Linked DNA regions of Gossypium hirsutum: region 1 is linked to region 2. A link is a contact called in public Hi-C data. All regions are on one chromosome and are shown on one strand. Each heading gives the region's core, a stretch centred on a gene start, on an enhancer-like site or on the middle of the called end of the contact. The rest is flanking DNA. Distances are from core to core; before and after follow the strand shown.

Evidence for each region. A called contact is a pair of places that touch in the nucleus more often than the background predicts.
Region 1: a contact with region 2 is called in a Hi-C map of leaf, with 5 times the contacts expected there. The contact joins the promoter of LOC107950137 here to the promoter of LOC107950711 in region 2. A contact is called at or near these places in 14 of 34 Hi-C or Micro-C datasets (anther, callus, hypocotyl and 3 more).

The regions. Positions count from the first base shown.
Region 1 is chrD03:35,761,693-35,764,392 of Gossypium_hirsutum_v2.1, reverse strand. It overlaps LOC107950137, which reads left to right and starts at 1,299. Exons shown (of 8, transcript XM_016884920.2): 1 at 1,299-2,601. The coding sequence starts at 2,512. LOC107950136 reads right to left here and starts at 1,061. Exons shown (of 11, transcript XM_016884918.2): 1 at 584-1,061; 2 at 339-491; 3 at 10-63. The coding sequence starts at 718.
Region 2 is chrD03:35,543,868-35,546,567 of Gossypium_hirsutum_v2.1, reverse strand. It overlaps LOC107950711, which reads right to left and starts at 1,407. Exons shown (of 8, transcript XM_016885631.2): 1 at 712-1,407; 2 at 482-625. The coding sequence starts at 888.

The DNA.
Region 1 (2,700 bases), core at 50-2,549, 220 kb before region 2:
TTTCCGTACCAAGTGTGCCATTATATGAACGACGGTTTGCTCCATCAATTCCATGCTTGCTTTCTGAGAAAACACAATTATCATATAAATGCTTAGGGAAAAAGCACAATTCTTTATTTCCACTTTAACCCTAGGTTTCCCGTGTTCCACTGAAACTATGTGATCTAAGAATCAAGACCAAACATGTTGCAAAATACTCTTAATTATAATCATCATATATTAGTATATACAAAACCAAGCATGTGATTCAAACTAATTTATGATTGTTTAAGTTAATTAGTACTATTGACATGACACCATATTAGTGTAAAAGGAGAGAGAAATGGGCAGTGCAGAACCTGTGCCTCAAGAGTTGCCCTATGTTGTTGGATCTCATTTTCCTTATCTCCAAGTTCTGATCTGCATCGCTCCAGCTCATTCTTGTTCTCGGCCAACTCTTGAAGCTTTTCGTGATAATCTATTTCGACGAGTTGAAGCTCCTCAAACATCCACTTTAGTCATGAAAACACAAGGCAAGGATTGAATGAAGACATATATAAACAAAGGAAAAAAAATCGATGATGGTTTAAGGAATCACTCTTACGTTTTTTATCTCTCGATACAGTTTATGCCTTTCAGGACCGGTACGAGGTCGTTTGGAATGGCTTCCAGCTTCAGCACCGCCACCTGTACCCTGCATCTTTGCTCGATGCTGTTTTTTTCCCTTTTGCTCTTCCATTTTGAGGTTTTGAAGAAAAGAAACTGATTATCATCCTAAAGAAAGAAAAAGGAATTCGAAGAAGTAGTCTAGATCTCCATTTCGCGAGCGTTTCCATCGCGCGAGCGTTCAATTGGAATTCATATTCACATTGTCTAAAATACTCAGGTATCTCACTTTCTTTTTCAGATATTTATAAGTTTTTGTGATTCTATTTTTTTTTTTACTTTTATTTTTGAGGAGTTATTATATTATTAATTTATAATCTTATCATTTACAAAAAATTAAATTACAATTTCTTTTTCATTTTTAAGACTAAAGCCTTGCTTACCTCTTGTATTAAAATGCTGCCCATTTAACATTTTGTTTAATACCTTGGCTTACAATTAGAAACTTCCAAAAAACTTGAGTGTTATGTGGCGACGAGGCACGCCACGCTTGCTATCCGACGAGATCGTCGTACGAGTATCATCGCGAGGAGAATGATTTGTCATATATGGCTGCTGGGTAAGTGAAGTGTTATTTCTTTTATTAAATAGTATAGGACACGCCACGCTTAAAGAGTAGAAGGGGGATAAATGAATCACAATTTTTCTTTTTGCCTTTAATTTATTAATTTTCATGTATTATATGTTTCAGATCCATTTATTCGTTTGGTTTCAACCATTCTTATTATATAGTTTTCTTCTAATATTTTGATCATATATTTTCTTTTTGACATAATGTTTAAAATTATTTCTAACCCATAAATAGGAGGATAATAAGTTCTAGCATGCTCGAACCTACATCCTCCTACATTAAATTTACTAATTTAGCATAGATAAATCAAAAAGCGAATAACTTTTTTTATTTATATTTGATAAATTAATTTTTTAAGAACCATGCATTTGAAAATTAATTTTTAAAATAATGACTACAAACAAAATAATTTTTTAAAAATCTACAACTTAAAATCTTTGAAGAAGATTTCTTTTATTGAATCCAAAGATCAAAACCTGCAACAAAATCATGTATTGCGAAAAAAAAGCTTTTGTAATTCAATTCTTTAAAAATTGATCGTAACTTAATTCAATGCTATTGTAACAATAAAAAATATATAAATTCGAATGTATTTAAATATGTATTTTTAATTGGTTGAAACTTAATAATAATTTTAAATTTTATATGTGATATATAATTTTATGCATAATTTTTTTTAAAAATCAAATTAAATTAAAAACCTAAAAAAATAAGAATTCATTATTATAAATATCATTATCGTAAAAGAAATATTTTGATTTATTTATAATATTGTTTTATAACATCATATATTACGCTTGTCTAAATGGCAAAAGTAATCCTGCCAAAAAAGGGAGAGACAAAATTAAATACGGAATGTTCGCGCGAGCACAGAGCTCGCGATGAGACGCGAGTTTAGTCAACCTTCCCTTGCTTAATATAAACGGGGGGAGCTGCCAGTGGCCACTTTATCCTCGTAAATCTCAGATCATCACTTTCTTTTTCTTAGCCTTTAGACTTTAGAAAGGTTTATCATTATCTATTGAGCTATCTCCCCTGTTCTTTTTTTTTTCTTCCTTTTGTTCGTATCTCCCCTGTTCTTCAGTTTTGTTCTTTATCTAGAAGTGTTGACTTCGAGTCAATCATCAAGTTTTCGAAAGATTCAGGCAAATCAAATGGTTTGGAACGGAAAATAGTTGATAGTAGATAATTGTGGGTAATAAAATCGAGATGCAGCTAAAGTTTTACAACAGAAAACAAGTCAAAAACTTAGTGAAGGTTAGAAGAAAATAGTGGTATATTACTGAAGCTCATTAATGGAGGGTAAAGGTACCAAATCGGGGAAAACCCGAGCTCAAAAGGATGCTCATAACGCCCGTTGCGTACAGTACAGGCAGAAAACTAAAGTACAGTGATTAACCCGTCATCAAATTTCTTTCTTTCCTTTTTTCCCATTGTTTATTTATGTCTTTAATTAATTAATGAGTGTTTATTTATAATTGAAG
Region 2 (2,700 bases), core at 158-2,657:
ATCCAATGACACTTAAACAAGGGATCTAAAAATTCACCTAATTTCCTTTCTACTACTAAGTTATGGCCTTATCATAGAAAAGAAATAAACAGTGATAAATCTTTGAATAAAAGATACATAAACTTAACCAAATGTTGAGTACTAACTACTAAGTAAAAATGGCAATAAACATAAATTATAGAAGTTTACAAGAAACAGTTTTCTAAACAAGTATTTTTTTTTTAAAAAAAACAAAGATTTATATAATACAAATTTCCGTACATCAACTTTCCATCCAGTGGGATTCCCCTCAATTGTTCCTCGTTTGCTGTTTATAAAAAAGCAATTATGATTTCACAAAAATAAGATTAAAAAACAGTCCTATAAATGGGTATTCTAGGAGATTTCAAGGTTTCTCATGTGATTCAAACAAATTTATGATAGTTTAAGCTAATTATTATTGAAATGAAACTAAAAGGAGAGAGGAATGCGAGTGCAGAACCTGTGCCTCAAGCTTTCTCTTAAGTTGTTGGATCTCATTTCCCATAACCCCAATTTTAGACTTGTATTCCTCTAGCTCCATTTTCGTCTTCTGGTGTTCATCCTTCAACTTTGGGATCTCTTGTTCCTTCTCCTCACGCCTCATCTTTAGTTATAGAAACACCAAAGCAAAAATTAATTAATTAATTAAAGACATAAATAAACGAAGGGGAAAGTTGACGATCACTGTACTTTAATTTTCAGTCGATATCGTTTACAGCTCTCGTTATGTTTATCCATCTGAGCTCGCGTTTTCAGAGATTTGGTACACCTTCGTTGGGGTTGGATTCCGGTCTCAGCCTCCACCGCCGCTTCAGCGCCGCCAGTACCCTCCATTTCTGGAGGAGGCTGCTGCTTTCTTTTCACCATCAAACTAGATTACAAGAATAAAGCTGCCTCTCTACTTGATTACCCGAAATTTGTACTACACACTACTTTCGATTCAAAACAATTGATTGAATCTTTCAAAAAACTTGCTTAGGGGATGGAACAAAGATTCAAAAAAACAAACGACGACTTCAAGTCAACGCCTCTAGATAAGAACAAAACGAAGAAAAAGTGATGAAAAGGTGAGAACCGTCCATTTCTGATGAACCTCCGAAAGGCTAAACCGACGGTGAAGAAAAGAAACTCATCATCTCAAATTTTGAAGAGACACTGAATATTCATAGTCTCAAGTTAGAACTCTGTTTTGATCTAATTGTACTCAGTCCCTGTACTCTTTGTTCATTTGAACTTTAATCCCTTTACTTTCTAATATTAAGAATTTAATCCTTTTATTTTTTGTTTAATAATATGTTTTTTGAAGTTGCAGTTAAGATCAATCATAACATATGCAGAAATTAGAACTTAAGCATTCAAAATTTCAAAGCCTCGACTTTAGCAACACAACCAACGGTTTATTAGATTACGCGACTTTTTTATATGTGTAATATAAGCCTTGTGATCAAATTTTATATTTTAAAGATAGACACATAATTCAATTTAACAGAATTCTTCTTACGGTGTCATTAATTCAACTTTGATTATTAAATTAAAAGAATAGAAAAACTAAAATACTAAAATTCAAATATACAAAAATATAGAGACTACAAACACAATTAAACCTTTTTTTTCTTCGCAACTTTTTCATCTGCTCGCGCGAAAATTTCTCTCCGATGACATGAATCGGGCATCAATCTTATTTAAAAAATAAAAAATATGGATATAATAATATTTAAATTTTTGAGGTAAAATTTTAAATTTCATACTTAATCAAAGTTTTCTTTTTCTAATATTTATGCATTTCATTACCTCAATTAACTATATTTACACTATTATTTAAGTCCATGATCGAGTTAGTGTCACCAATCAACCGAACACCAACTCGATTAGAGAATTTACTTTGATGCCTTTTCATATTTAAAATAAATTTTATTATTCGAGAATACTTTATCTTTTTATTTTTTCTAAAAAAATCAAAAAAATTTGCATATAATAGAATTTAAACTCATGACAATTGAATTAGTAAAACTTAAAATTTCCCACTCATCCAAAATTTTATTTTATTATTCGTGGTCTCCACACGCATTCGTGTGGGATAGAATTTTTAATATTTATTAAAATTGAAAATAATATATATTAACTGATCGATTAAGTTAGTATCACCTCTGAACTAGGTTCCAACTCAATTAAAAGATTATCAAAAACTCATGTATTTTATAAAATAGCAAATATTATTTTGAGAACATTTGTGTCATTTTGTATTTTGATAAATCTAAAAATATTATATATATAGAATGAGGAGATTATGAAATTTGAACCGATGACATTATAAGTTTCACTATTTCAATTTTATCATTTCAACTAACCACATTTAATTTTTAAAATAATTTTTTATAAATTTCTTACATGAATATTTTCACTCAACTCTTAAATTAAAATAAAAACGCATTCAACCCATAGTCTTTTGAATATTATAATAATAAAAAGAAAACTCAATTTTAAAAAAAATTACTGCATGAATAGCGACATCGCTAATTTTACATAGCAAATCAAAATAATTATTTTAAATTAACTAATTTAATAAATCATAAAAAAGAAAATAGAAATTATATTTAAAGTGTTATTGAGTTTCAGTAAAACTTGTTAGGTCCAAATAGATTTGAATTAAACATGACTATTCATCACCGTTTTTTCTTA